3 separate regions of the Mus musculus genome follow, and regions 2 and 3 are each linked to region 1. The links are chromatin contacts, called in public HiChIP or PLAC-seq and promoter capture Hi-C maps. All regions are on one chromosome and are shown on one strand. Each heading gives the region's core, a stretch centred on a gene start, on an enhancer-like site or on the middle of the called end of the contact. The rest is flanking DNA. Distances are from core to core; before and after follow the strand shown.

Region 1 (4,911 bases), core at 606-3,105:
GACCTTAGAGTCTAAATTAAATACCATTCTCCACTAAAAGAAACCAAGACTATTAGTGAAACTACTAAGTTCTTGAATGAAGCAGGTGAAATACAAGCTGAAGACAACTGGTGCCAAAAGAAAGGTCATCCCTAAGAGACAATAAAACTGGCTTGAGTGCTCACTAGCCACACAAAGACTGTGTGAGTACCAAGGAGAGTCTAACAGTAACAGGTACAGCTCTACACAAGAGACCAAGCGTATGTATGAGTGCTGTGTGAACAAAGTGGAAGAGAATGAAAAGTAAGTTTCAAAGCTTCTCTACAGACAAATACTTATTAACTGCAACAGGACAGAAAATTTAAAGGCAGAAGTTTCTGGCAGACACCTCTTAAATCAAGGAATTTAAGGTAATGGGATAAAAAAATCTAATAAATCCCAGTCACACTCAACTTGTGCCTTGAATTTTCTTAAGTGTTGGGGCTGGTACAGAAAGTCAGGTTGGAGAAACATACAAACCAAAGGAGCGCGCCTTTCAGTTACTCATTGGGAACAGAATCAAATCCTTCTGCTCTTAAGAAAAGCACTGGGGCACTTTGGCTCCCACACCAAACATTAATCAAGAGAGTGGCCTACAGATTTGTCCACGGGTCAATCTTTGGCAGGCACTTAACTTGAGTTCCCTCTTTCTGGATCAAGTTGAAAACCAAACTCAACACCAAAAGAATCGACACATACATCAATGATAACTTCCCAATGTGGAGACTATATTGTGGTTAAGTAGAACATTCCTATTTGCCTATTATACATACTAAGCGATAATAGGGCATCAAATTGGCAATTTCCTCACGAGGGCCCCTGCCACTCAGTGAGATACTGGAGATTCACTATCTATCAGCTCTATAATCTGTCTTCACCTCCCTGAACACTGACTCTCCTGGATCCAGGGACAAAAATGAGAAAAGGAATGTGGTTTACGTATTTAGGTAGAAGTTTTAGTTCTTCCGGTTCTAGTGTGAGACCCTGGGCAAGCGATACCCAACACCTTCATTGCAAAATTGAGGCAAGTTAAGGAAGGCTCTGTACGGCCTTGTAATAGTGGACACCTGGATACTTCAATTGCCCAACATCTAATAATGACTAAACCGCAGTACGCCCCTACAAAACCTGACGTTTACTACAAAAGCCAGAATACGAGCATAGGTTCTCCGAGTTAACGAAAGCAAGGATATGTATCACAATCTTGATTTTTTAAAAAGTTCTCCAAGATGGCCCACCAGTCCTGCAAGTGACTGTCCAACGCATAACTCCATACTTGCCTCAAGCGCCTCAGCTACCACGCGCACCAAGCAATGTCCCTCCAGGTGGCCCGCTTCAGCCACACCCGCGGAGATCCAGGTCACGCTGCGATGGGTCCGCAGCACTCTGCGTACACACTCCCTCCACAGGCGGCATACTCTGGGGATGCAAAAGCACAAAGGGTTGCCGCCGGGCGGCCGGTTCCCACCGTCAGCAGCCTCGCAGCGCCAGCTAAGCACTAGGAAACCCGGGCAGAGGTCCCGGCAGAGGCGACCCCGCCACCCTCCGGGACGAAGGTCTCCTCCCGCCCCATTCGCCCTCACCCGGCTACCCGAAGCAGCGCTTTGGCCGGCAGGAAGGTAAACACACGCTCCACCACCTCCGCAAGGTTACTCAGCACGTAGGTGCTTCGCGGATCTGTGGAGGAGGAGACGCCGCCACCGCCGCCTGCCGGCTCCATTCCTCGCCTACCGGCCCGAAGGCCCTACAGAGTCTCAGGGGTACCGGAGCGGCCGGCGCACCACCTACAACCCGAGCTCCCTGAGCAGGCGCGCGCCACTTCCGGTGGGCCGCTTCCGGTACTGGACACGCCGCTGCGGCGGTGCACCGGCCTGCACAGTTCCGCCCGGAAGGGACCGGAGGCAGCCTGGCGTTTAAGCCGGCTGCAAACACTATTTGGTCAATCTGGTTAACTCGTTAGGTCTTAAGTTTTAAGCGAGTAGACATAAATAGCACTCGCCATTCTTTGGCACTATTAATTGCTACAGAAAGCACATGCCAAACCAGATAGATATTTTCACACAGGAGCCATTATTCTTTGGCTCCTGCTGGCTCTTCCCTGCAGGGCTACATACAGAATCACAGGGGATGAAGCCCAACACCATACATTCCCGAACCACAAATGAAAGAACAGTAGAGGCTGCTTCATTTCAACTGAATAGGTTGTCTCCTGACTGAGGGGCACTTTGTCCCCAGCTACTTGGCCTGACCTGGTGCTTCTTGTTTTGGCTTCTAGATCTTTTACACTGTGATAACCCATTAGAACATTTTGAGCTGGACAAGATGATGCATGTTTGCATCTAGCAAGCTGGAGGCAGGAGGGTCAAAAGCCGAAAACAATCTAGACCCTACTGCAAAATATGTAAGATAACACAAAAAAACATGAACAAGCCCTCAACAAGCAGCAGCCACTTTACTCTGGAAACCTTAAGACTTAAGTAGCAAACATGGACGCATCATACAGTCTCCAAAACACCACGATACACTGGGAATGTGTGAAAACTTCAATGCTTCCCGTTAATAAAAAACCCCAGCAGCTCTGGGCTCTCCAGGAGCCCTAAATCCTACTTCTAGAACTTCCAAACTGCTCTGTGGCTCCACTCTTCTCACCAGGCACTGGTTGGGGTGGGGGTGGGGTGCGGGAACATGTTATGACGACTAGGGAATGAACACCAAGGGTCAGTATGTTTAAGAGGAGGACTTCTGAACATTTCCTCAGCTAAGGCAACCTTCAGAAAAAACAACTGTTTCTGAATGAAGTAGGGAGGCTGTACATGGAGACATAACATTCAAACCAAACATGAAACTGGCACAGGAATTTCAGTCAAGGAAAGAAAAGGCTTTCCTTCTGCTGAGATTCTGATGAGATCTACAGATAGTGGTGTGTATAGAGGCCTTGAGTGTACAAGAGGAACTGTGCTAATAGTACCCTAAGAACATTAGAGACATTAATTAAAACAGCACTAGAAACCCACATGTATTTGAATTTAAAGAACGCAGTAAGGGAATGGTTAAAGAAAAACTGAATACACTATGTGTGTACACACCAATTCTAGGTTCCCTATCCCTCTCAGTATCTTCATCTCCACTTCTGAAACCTCCCCACACCCCATCTTCTCTTTAAACAGCCTACACTAGAAATTCAATATAGAGCCTATAGACGCCTGAATTATAGCATCTCATAAGAGGGAAAGGTGACAAACTGATTTTTAAATGGTTCTTTATTCATAAACTTGATGCAAGTTTACAAAATTTACTGTACATTGCCAAATAAATCTGCAATGAAAAATAAAATCAAAAAAAAAAAAAAACCCAACCCCAAAGCATGCCAAATGTGCAGCTGTCAATCTGCTAGCCATTAGGAAATTAGAATTCAATAATGTATTCAAGATTTTGCCTTAGGCATAAGGAACTTAATAATGTGTTGAAGAATTCTGTCTTGTCACTTGTCATCTGAGCCACTGGCAATCATATATTTAGGGTAACCAAGTGACCAAGAATACCAGATATCTTTTCTGCCCTCTTAACCAACAGAATCAAGAGAAACTAACACCACACATAAAATGCACAAGTGCCACATCTCCTAGATGTGGTTTGCAAAGTTTAAAAAAAAAATCTCAAATCAAATATATAAGAAAAGCCGTTTAACTCTGTACTGGGTCGTGCAGGAGTGTGCTTCGAGGTTTCTTTTAAAAGTGCTTAAGTAGCTAGATTCAAATCAAACATGGATCCAAAAAAGTCTATTACCAACCAAAGAGGATTGATTCAGGAAAGGTAATAAAAATGCAAAGTACATTGATCTGTGTCACATTTTAAAAAAGAATTAACACAGGCTGAACTCCTACTGGTCTTCTGATGTAAAAGCCACTGCATGACTACAGCAAAAATTTAAGGATCTCCAATTTAGGTATCTTTCATAATTTTGCTCAAAGAGTCTGTCTTTGTGCCAACCATTCCATAAGTTTATTAGTTTATCGTCAATTGCAACACCCCGCTAATAAATGGAAAGGTAAAATGACCTCATACTTTAGAACTTCAGGCTCTGCACTGTGGCTCTTCCTCACAAGAAATGCTGAACCAACAGGAAGCAGGTTTGGTCCACTAGGACCCTGCTGCTCCAGTGGAAATTACTGCTCACAAGTGGCTGCCTCGTTTTGCTGTACGCTAATATGGTACAATTACGATCATACTTTTAGATTAGTTCAAACTTTCACACAACCGTGAAAAAGTGTAACAATTTAATGAGGAGGCTTCCTGTCATAATTTTGGCAATAAAATTATTTCAGACCTGAAAAAGCTATGGTTTAGAAGACCTAAAATTTCTAAACCAGTATTGACCATCAGTTAAACTTTTATTGGCTCTAAACAAACAAGATTTTGCAAATCTTCATACCCCATAGGCTCAATATAGAAAGGTTACTGTAAAAATCACAGCTGCAGTAAACGGATGCTCACTTCCCTGCTTAAAAGATTTCACTTTTCAAGAAAGAGGTGGTAGGGAGTGGCTATTGTGTGTACTTATCAGGAAAAATACAGTAAAGGCCCCACTGCTCAGTCCAAGATACCTAAAGTGAGCAAAATGAAAAGGCTGTAACTGGATGTCAGTTGACAGATTATCCACTAAATGATCTATTAGCTAATATCTTCGGTACTGCTGTTATACGGGCACTCAAAAGCTTATGTCTGTACGTTGGAACGATTTTCTTTAAAGCAACATTGGTCCAGACATATGTCAATGTAGTTAGCCATCTTCCTTTGGAGGTGTGTACCAGCCTGAAATAAAATGGGAAAAGGTTAACTACATCAATCTTGAAGCAGTTAGAAAAAGGCATTACTAAGATCAGGTCCAGCTCT
Region 2 (4,911 bases), core at 1,356-3,855, 1.9 Mb before region 1:
GGGAACCTTGGTAGCAAGTGTTCCACCCATCGGTGACCAGCACGCAGTTTATGTTTGCTAGCAGTGGTGAAGGGACTCTGGGGAGCTGGAGCTCGGCAAGCACGGCTATGGCAGGCCTTGCCCTTCTTCCCACTTCCTTCTGCCTTGTAAAACTGCTAGATTACATCCCTAAAGCTAGCCACCAAGGTCTATTCTCTTATTTGGGATTAGACCACCTCATCCCAACATAGGCTTTCTTCTTGTAGCTTTATAGACTGCCATTTTCTTAGACCTTTGTCTTCTGGGACAAACACCTCTTTCCCTTCTCCCTTGTCCTCGGTCTCCTGTCTTTGTCTCTTATTCTCTGCCCTCTGAAACAAATCAATTTCATTTGTGCAAAGAACCTGAATTGGGGTGTCTTGGGTTAACTTCAAGGTCCCTACAGATGGTCTTATGGGAAGGATCTTGGGCAGGGATTAGGAGGCCTGGTTGGTAGCTTTTCTTTCTTAAGATTTATTTATTTAATGTATGTATTGGTACACTGTATGCTGTCTTCAGACACACCAGAATAGAGCATCAGATCCCATTACAGATGGCTGTAAGTCACATGTGGTTGCTGGGAATTTGAACTCAGGACCTCTGGAAGAGCAGTCAGTGCTCTTAGCAGTCAGTCCACTGAGCCATCTCTCCAACCCCCTCTGGTAGCCTTTTTACCCATGAATATATAAAAGAAAACCCCATGGAGTGAGGCAGATATATTAATACAGGTCTATAATTCTAGCTACTTGGGAGGTCCATGGTAGAGAATAACAAGATCAAGGCTACTATCAGGGATCATTCAGCAAGACCCTTTCTCGAATTAAACGGGAGGTGGGAGATGGATTAGCTCAGTGGTGAGAACATTTGTCTAGAATTTGTGGTGGTTCTGGGTTATATTAATTAAAAAAGAAGCCCAAGGAGTTTGAGATAGATTGGTTCATCCTCAGTGTTCAGTTAGGTGGGTGCCATCGAAGAGAAGAAAGTTGGATAGGGCTCTGACTTCTTTTTTTTGTTTTGTTTTGTTTGTTTGTTTTTTTTTTGTTGTTTTTTTGTTTTTTCGAGACAGGGTTTCTCTGTATAGCCCTGGTTGTCCTGGTGCTCACTTTGTAGACCAGGCTGGCCTCGAACTCAGAAATCCACCTGCCTCTGCCTCCCGAGTGCTGGGATTAAAGGCGTGCAGCACCACGCCCGGCTAGGGCTCTGACTTCTTTTAGGACCCAGTTACTGGACTTTGAAACGGAAGCTGCATGGACCAACAAAGAAATGTCTTAGTTTTTTAAAATCTATAATGGATATAAAGTGTCATCACATAGCATTACAAAGATTAAACCTGGTATGACATTTAACATTTAACATCTGGGGAATGTGAAGTGCAGTTAAAAGAAATTCATTATTCATGGGAAGATAACTTAATACCTTACTTTATATCATTTTAGAATGATTTGAAGTTTCCCCCAATACATATGTACTATACACAATAAAACTAGCTTATGAAAACTGGGGATTTATAACACTGGTGTCCAAATTCTGGTGGCTTACAACCATCTGTAATGGGATCTGATAACCTCTTCGGGTGTGTCTAAACACTGGCAATTTCCTCAGTTCCGAAATCATGAAATTACTCTGGAGACCCATTCATTCAGCTGTGGCTTCTCCAAAAACCAGGCTAATCTGTGGCAGTATCTGGCTCTAAGAGAGGACACCTCACCTGGACAGGTTCCCCATCACGCCAGACAAGGCTTTCTCCATCGCTTTCCCAGCAAAGATGAACTTCCTGGCCCACCCAAACTTCAGGGATGACCAGTTCTACCCGAAACCAGCAGGTCCACCATCTGTAAGAGAGCCATTTTGATGGGCCTAGGAGTGGAAACCCTCGGCTTTAAGATGTTCTCCATGCATGTGCAGCATCAGAGAAATGGTCAAAGAATAAAGGGAAAGGGGGAGAGGCAGCAGGGATGAAAATACTCAAGTGAAGACGCCGAAGGATAAAGGAGCTTCTCTCAGCAGAGGGCGCCACTCTGCTATCTAGCAGACTAGGGTTTGGTCGTGGGGCGGAGCTTCGCCAAACTGGGCGTTACCCACGTGGGTCCGAAGCTGTCGCCGACCTGCGCAGGGCTGAAGTTCTGCTGCACCGCCTTCTCATAGGGAAGCCTCTCGGGCGTCAGGAAGCTGGAGAGTGTCACCGAGCAGCTGTCCCCGAAGAGCCTGGGCAGGAGCAGCTGATGGGCGCATGCTCGAAGCCGCCCCTGTCCCACCCGTGAGCCAGCGGATGGCTGGGGAAACGCTCTCCCTTGGCTAAGGCCGTGAGGACTGCCTGGCAGCTCAGCAGCACAGACCAACCTCTACCGTTCGCTCCCCAGCCCCTGGCCTGGCAGTGGCGGGAACTTTGTTCCGCGGCCCGGTTGGCCACGGCCTGGGTTTCCCTCCGGAAGGGAAGGGGAGAGCGCGCGGGTGTGGTAGGCCAAGGACCACACCTGCCGCGAAGGTTACAGTCGGTGAAGTAGATCGGGGACACGAACTTCTCCACCCGCTCGAAAGTGGTGCGCCAGTGCTTCAAGAACGGCGCTGCCGCCATGGCGATGCGCCTTCCCTCCCCGGAAGATCCTTGGTGCTGCCGGCTCGTTGCACCGCTTGGAACCAAAGGTTCCGGCATCCAACCAGCTTACAGACCCGAGCAGCTTTTCTGGGAACACCACGGCTTTTGCAAGAGGCTGGCTCTGGGGAGCCTCCCAGTGAAACCCGGAAGCTGAGCCTTCGCGGTTCTCACCTCAGCCTTGCTGTCAGACAGCTGGGTAAATTATTTTAAAATACAATGGTAAGTTTGAGCTGGTGGTGTGGTTCGGTAGGGAGAGTGCTTGCCTAGGATGCACAAAGTTCACAGACCAGGAAGTGTAAATTGGAGTAATCTGCGACAATGTAGCGCCTTTGAGTACAGCCTGAGCTACTTGGTATTCTGAAGGAAGGGCTAGGGAGGGAACCCCTGGAAGGGCATGGGAAAGGTTTAGTTTTCCATTCTCTTCACTTACTCAAGCATTGGTAACTGCATAATATGAAAAGCGCAAGGCTACTTCGGGTGTTTTCAGAAATACAGAAAAGGGGCTTTGCACACCAGTAATCCTCCATTACATTACATGCATCACCGTTGCCCATTACCCCAATGTCCAGAATTTTGATCTAACGCAGGTCAACAAGTGCAAGGAAGTTTGAATGCTAACCTCCAGCTTTAACGTTTGCAGGAGTCTGGAAGAAAATAATACAGGAGGAATCTAACTAGCCTGCTTTAATGGAAATAACCAGGTTTACATTCCAAATGCAGGTTACCCAGAAAAATGATCAAGTAAGAAATATACAATGCCAATTAAAATAACTTGTCAAAACTTGAGCAAAGTCCCTTGTTTTATTGGTCACAAGGACTTTTTCTCCTAAAAGGGCCCTGAAATCTTACCCTGACCTGCAGGGAGGTGCAGTACATAGTACATAGGTAGCAACTGCCAAGGCTGCTGCTGGTCAGACCCATGCTCCCCATCCTTCTAGGCCAGCAGTCTTAAGGAAATAGAGGGGGAGAGGTGAACCATAGCTGAGGAAGCCAGACCCTTTCTTCCTGGCATGCTGCCTCAGCCACTGCCCTACATTTTCCCATTAGGCTTGATTACTTCCAAGTTTCCTTGTCCTCCTATGAGAAAAACACCCTAAAAGCAGGATATGGTGACACACACCTGTATTCCCAGAATTCAGGAGTCCAAGGCAAAATTCATGAGTTTTTTTTTTTTTTTTTTTTCAAGACATGGTTTCTCTGTATAAGCCCTGGCTGTCCTGGAACTCACTTTGTAGACCAGACTGGCCTTGAACTCTGAAATCCCCCTGCCTCTGCCTCCCAAGTGCTGGGATTAAAGGACTGTGCCACCTTTTGAAAACCTAGAAGTCAAATTATTTTTCTTTATGGTGGTGTTGGGGATTTTAAAAACATTGTTACAATTTATTTGGTTGGGGGTGGGATATGTGGGGCCTGGGGCTCAAAACTCAGGTCTTTAGGCTTAGTGGCAAGAACCATACCCAGCTGAGCCATCTCACTGACCCCAGGACTGAGGATTTTTAAATGGAAGATAAAATACCTGGTTATGACTTGCTAGGTGATGGCTGTCGAATTCTATGACAGCTAGTCTGTTGTTCAGAAAGTCCAGGCCAACCACATTTGAGCCCCCACCCCACCCCAATGTTATGGATCACGTTTAAATGTAACTTTTAAGAAGTGGAGTCTAGTGAGATGGATGGGGATACTAGCACAAATAAATGCGCTTGCAGCCAAGCCTGAAACCTAATTCAAGTCCTAGAACTGACTACAAGTTGTTCTGACTTTGACACTTGCACGTTGATGCATATGTGCACACATACAAATAAATGTAAAAAATTTTCTTAATCTTATTTTTTGAGACAAGGTCTTTTTGTGGCCCTGGCTATCCTGAAGTTATGTAGACCAGGCTAGCTCTGAACTCACAGAGATCTGTTTCTTCCTTCTGAGTGCTGAGATTAAAGGCCCACGCTACAATTTTAAAAGCATTTGTTGGTGTATGTTGCTAAGCAATGTAAAATTCATTCCCTTCGAATTTCTACAAATACACTTGACTCTTTGGCTCGGTATCCTGAATTGTAGCCTTATTCCCAGTAAGGGAAATTAGAACTTTGAGAGGGGAAATAGGAGCCTAGGTGCGGTGTGCCTGTGCGTGAGCACAAGAACAGGCACTCAGGTGCCACAGGGCACAGCACTCCTGGGAGTCAGATCTTGCCTTCCACTATTGGATCCAGAGAGCAAACTTGTCAGGCTTATGTGGCAAACACTTTTATCTATGGAGCCATCCCACTGGCCTCACTGTTGATATGTTAATTTGACAATTA
Region 3 (4,911 bases), core at 1,779-4,278, 1.2 Mb before region 1:
CTCCACAGACAGTTCTTCAAGCTGCACATACCTTGCCACAGCAATTTGTCTTATTTCTATTACCTTGCATGCCTCCCACAGAATATCTTCAGGATCAATTTCATAAACTCCTTTGCTTTCCAAAACTGTTCCCAGAAGGCAGTACTACTGAATCGCAACCAACATTAAGACGTTATTTTCTCACTTTCTCGATTAGTCCCTCCCTGTTCCAATTCCTAACACTAGCGTTAACTGTTCAGGGTGACTCTATCTAGCCTTGTGCATTCATGGAGAAGATACTGCACACTCACTTCCTTGTCAGTTCACAGCCACTGGGTGCAGTGTACATGTCCCTAACCTCTATGAATAACCATAGACAATATTTTTCTTGTCTTTTTAAAATTAACTACTGCAGCAATTTTGTAGCCTTTCAAATACTGATTTTAGCACCTCAGAAATGTTATTTTTGGTGATGGTGGTGGTGTTGGGGCTGAAATGGAAGCCCCTACATAGGAGGCAGGTGGTGCTCTAGCACTCAGCGCCATTCCAAGCCGACCAGACTGATATGTCATTTATTTTTGAGATAAGGTCTCATTGTGTTCCTCTGGCTGGCCTGGAACTCGCTATGTAAACTAGGTTGCCTGGACCTCACTGAGATTCGCCTGCTTCTGCCTCCTGAGTGCTGGGATTAAGGGCGTGCACCACCAAAATTAGACAGGTTGGGTTGTTTTTGTTTTTGTTTTTTTTCCTGTTAGTACTGGTGATCAAACCCCAAATCCAGAGGCTCATATTACATACAGTAGACAAGTGCTCTACCACTTAGCTATACTTCCAGCCTAAAAATAATTCTTTCCTGTTAATTGAAAATAGATTTTGTTCATACAACATATTTTGATTAGCTTCCCCACTCCTGACGCTTCCCATCTGAACTCACCCCCTTTCTGTCTCTATTAGAAAACAAACAGGCATCCAAGGAAAAAATACAATAAAACACACTATCAGAATAGGGCAAAACAAACAAGAAAAAGAGCCAAAGAAAAAGCACACAAAACTCATAGATGCAGAGACACACCCTAAACCCAAATTGGAAGCCATAACATTTACACAAAAAACATAAGGTTAAAGAAAAAAATACATGGAACCTCCAAAGATTTGCTGAGTTCATATTGTGATGGCCATGGGGCCTACCCTTAAGAGCGTTTCTTCAGTGAGACTACTTTGGAGAAAAGTAATTTTTCATTTGTAAATGGCTATAAATTGGAGATAGCTTCTGGGTTAGGGATGGGCACATGTGTCTACCTCTCTTTTCTGCTCTAGGACTCCATGTGGTGTAGACCTGTGCAGCTCTGTGCCTGCTGCTACAGTCTCTGTGAGCACATATGTGTGCCAGTCCTGGTGTTTCTAGAATGACCAAGAATATTTTTTTAATGTTCATGTTAAGGTTAAAGTATTTTTATTTTCACATTTAGTTTAAAATATTTTCTATTGTAAGTGCAAACTATGAAATTAGAAATACATGCACCTTAATATTGGAAGACAATGCAATTTTAGGTTCACCTGATAGCCAAAGTTTTTAAAAAACCATTCCAAATACACTGATTCTGCCAACAAACATACACTTGTATACTGTGTTGCAAGGAATCAAAATAGTTGCTTATTACTTCAGATATAGTTTCTTATTTGTTTGTGTGTGTGTGTTTTAAGCAGAATATAGAAAACCAGAAAGTTCTGTCTGCCTCATCTTTAGTTCTTCCCGAGACATTTTCCTCTCACTCAGTACGTCACTGAACTTGCCATCCTTTGGCCAGGTTTTAAAACCATAAATAGACCTCATTTTTCAATCAGTAACAAACTCAAATTACAAACGGGGAGACACCATAAAATGCATCTTTCATAAACATCCCAAGAAAGCTACATGAAAACAACACTAAAGTGGATGATGTCTTCTCCAGCATGAGGTGAATCCTTAAGTCCTAAAGGAACAGTTCTAAGTATGTAACACATTAGTGCCCTTTATTACGGTAACATCAAATCGGAGTACTGCAGCATGACACTCTCTCCCTCTGCAAACATGAAAATGCCCTGTAATTTGTGTGAACTATTCGGTACTCTAACTTATAAACTACCTCCTTAAAAGAGCGGCTAAGGAGCTCCTGTTCCGTGTCTAGGTAGAGCCTACACTACTTCACTCAGTTAAGGACAAGCTTGACTTGGGTGCAAGGGTGGGCAATTCACAAGTCACATAACAAAGTATGTAATCTTGCAGAGAATTTTAACAAGGTGTTTAAAATTCTTTGGAGACAGCATTAAGACAATCTTGCTGGGGAGAGATTTTCCAATTTACACACAGAAACAAAATACATAAATTCTGATCGTGGCCTGGTGATTATCATAATTTGGGGAAATAACCGAACTTGTGACGTGAAAATACAACCCCAAGGCTGTAGGAACTCTCTCTGAGAATGGCACAAACCAACACCTTTTCTGGCTCTCATCAACACGGGAAGTGGCTTGGACACCCCCCAAACATCATCCTACCCCCACAGGAAGTGAGTTACAGTTCCCCCTCCCCTATGACAGCATGTCTCCCTTCCCCCAACCGGAAGTGAGGCGCCCCCATTCAGTGGGCCTTAAACCAAGACAAACCAATAACAGCAGCAGCAAAAGAAGGATGATCTTCAAAGGGGGAAGGACATCTCGACTGTTGCCACCCCCATGCTCGTCTTGCTTACTAACCTGCTGACGGCAGGAGCAGGCAGGGGCCTGGGGACTAATGAAAGTCCCTTGCACAGAGGACAATTCCCTCAGCCCCTCGCAATCGCCTTCACTCTTCACTCCGTCGTCTCACAGCTTGACAGAAATTCCTCCGCAGTACTTTATTTTGGTGTCTTTTCTTACTCTTTACCTAATCACTTAGTCACCTCCAGATAGGTAACTTCTTTTAACGTGGTAATACTGAGAATTGTTCCGTTGAGGAGAGACGTGAAATGTTATACCCGATACTTTCAGAGAAATGAAGGGATTATTTTGCCCAATGCGGCGAAGGACTACGTGACCACGCAAGGTGAGACACACTTTCGCGAAGGTTCTTGGGAAATGTAGTTTTCATTTTCATTGCTAAGGCTCTCAAAAAATAGTGGGACTTAAATTTTAATTACTGTATACTGGACTCTTAGAGGATAGTTATTCTGTACTAGACGAATGGCTGACTTAAGGTGATTCGGCCCCGAAAAAAATCCAAATCTGCGCTGTTTCTTTCCACTGGCGTTTAATTGAACCCAAATTCCCCGTCACATGGACTCAAGGTCCCTGCCGCCCCGCCCCCTGGCTTTGGCTCCACCCCTCAGCCAATCAGACTTTCTCTAGCTCGTGTTCTCCGGATATTGGCACTCAGGGAGGCGTGGCCTCTTGTCAACTCCTCCCATGGGGCTGAGAGTAGAGCTCGGAGACCGCCGAGGTTTGGTGCGGGCACGCGCGGGCGAGCGCGCGCGGTCTGAAGAAGTGAAGCGGCAAGGGTGCGCGCGGCGGGGCGGCGTGCAGGGTTGGGAGGAGCGAGCGGACTGGTGGGCTGGGCGGACGGAGAGCGGCCGGGAGCGCGCTGTGGACTCCGCGGCCGCGAGTAGTTAGTTAGTTGTGTCAGTTGCTCGGTGGAGGCGGCCGCGATCACCAGAAAGGGGACGGGACAGGAGGCAATGCTGAATATCGCAACGGCTTGTGCTCCCCTCAGGTAACGGGGGCAGGGTTGCCCACGTACCCTCCGGTCCCTTTCCCACACGCGCTGGCTTATGGGGCCAGGGTCGCCGAGAGGTGAGGACGCGGACCTAGGGGGGATCGGGACTGGGTGGCGCCGCAGGGGCTCGGCAGCCCGTGCGTCCTGCGGGGCGCGGGCTGCAGTGCCCCGGCCACCCACGCGCCCCGCGGGCGCCGCGAGCCCTCTCATGCCCCCCACCGGCCCAGGCCTCGTTACCCTGGCTGCGATGGTCCCGGGAGCGCGGCGCCCCCCAGAGGAGGGAAAGTTGGAACCTGGCGGCTAGGGACTTCCCGGGGCTGGGCTGCGAGGCTCCAGGGGAAAGTGAAGCCTTAGAGGAGCTGGAGATGTGGAGGCTGGGGCAAGAAGGGCTTCTGCCTAGTCTGTATGGTCGCCTCACTCCCAGACTTTGGAGGATCAGGCTCAGCCTTGCCTCAGCAGTCAGGACGGAACCGGTGGCTCTGTGCCTGCTCACTTTACGCTCTGGCCAGGGAGCCCCTAATGTGCGCAGGCTTCCTAGGTTGCTTAGGGGTTTGGGATTTTGAGAGGCTGGGTTAGACATTTGTTTTTCTTTGCCCTTTGGCTTATGGGTTCTTGCCAATTTCCTTTCCTCCTTCGAAGAGGACTACCCATCTGAATTGGGTCCCCTTCTCGTTATCCCCCATCTTATGCTCCATTTGTTGGAGAGCTTGATTTTGTTCTTGGACTTCATTAAGGACTGCTGAGAGCAATATCAAAGAGTAGTCCGCCCTCCAGTCCCCCTCCCCCAGGCCCCATGTCTGCAGTCCAGTTTTTAAGGACCCAAATTGAGGAACCAGAGCTGTGGAATGGAGTTATTGGATGGCTGGTGTTGAAGGATAGAGATGAGTTAGAGGAAAACTATGATTTCATCTTTATTGGCCTTACTATAGAAAACCCAGTACATTTTTCTTTGCCTCTGTTGAATGTGGTAAGAGTACACTCTCAATTAAATACTTGGTGACTTACATAAAAGACTATTTTTAAGCCACTGGATGATGTGCATGAACTGCTTTTTCACCTGAGTCGGAATTGCTTTGAGTATTCTGTTTGGTGGCCTATCTGTTGACTTGATCTTTTTCTTTCTTTCTCTTTCTTTTCTTTCTTTCTCTTTTTTTTTTTCAGCCACACTGTCCTCCCTTTATCTACCTTGGCAAATTAAGTAT

Evidence for each region. Promoter capture Hi-C pulls out the DNA fragments that hold promoters and counts their contacts. HiChIP or PLAC-seq counts read pairs in DNA pulled down with a chosen protein or histone mark.
Region 2: a contact with region 1 is called in a promoter capture Hi-C map of erythroid cells, with 27 times the contacts expected there. The contact joins the promoter of Man2c1 here to the promoter of Fbxo22 in region 1. A contact is called at or near these places in 2 of 39 promoter capture datasets (erythroid cells and liver).
Region 3: a contact with region 1 is called in an HNF4G HiChIP or PLAC-seq map of pancreatic cancer cells. The contact joins the promoter of Hmg20a here to the promoter of Fbxo22 in region 1. A contact is called at or near these places in 3 of 39 promoter capture datasets (erythroid cells, liver and pre-B cells) and 1 of 115 datasets of contacts at active chromatin or transcription factors (pancreatic cancer cells).

The regions. Positions count from the first base shown.
Region 1 is chr9:55,205,879-55,210,789 of GRCm38.p6, reverse strand. Fbxo22 (F-box protein 22) reads right to left here and starts at 1,855. Exons shown (of 7, transcript NM_028049.2): 1 at 1,602-1,855; 2 at 1,299-1,437. The coding sequence starts at 1,738. It overlaps Ube2q2 (ubiquitin-conjugating enzyme E2Q family member 2), which reads right to left. Exons shown (of 13, transcript NM_180600.3): 13 at 3,261-4,830. The coding sequence ends at 4,799.
Region 2 is chr9:57,128,471-57,133,381 of GRCm38.p6, reverse strand. It overlaps Man2c1 (mannosidase, alpha, class 2C, member 1), which reads right to left and starts at 2,605. Exons shown (of 26, transcript NM_028636.2): 1 at 2,493-2,605; 2 at 2,101-2,223; 3 at 1,727-1,850. The coding sequence starts at 2,593. It overlaps Man2c1os (mannosidase, alpha, class 2C, member 1, opposite strand), which reads left to right and starts at 2,092. Exons shown (of 2, transcript NR_102289.1): 1 at 2,092-2,833; 2 at 3,255-3,400.
Region 3 is chr9:56,416,736-56,421,646 of GRCm38.p6, reverse strand. It overlaps Hmg20a (high mobility group 20A), which reads right to left and starts at 3,028. Exons shown (of 10, transcript NM_025812.3): 1 at 2,716-3,028. It overlaps Peak1 (pseudopodium-enriched atypical kinase 1), which reads left to right and starts at 3,597. Exons shown (of 7, transcript NM_172924.3): 1 at 3,597-3,706.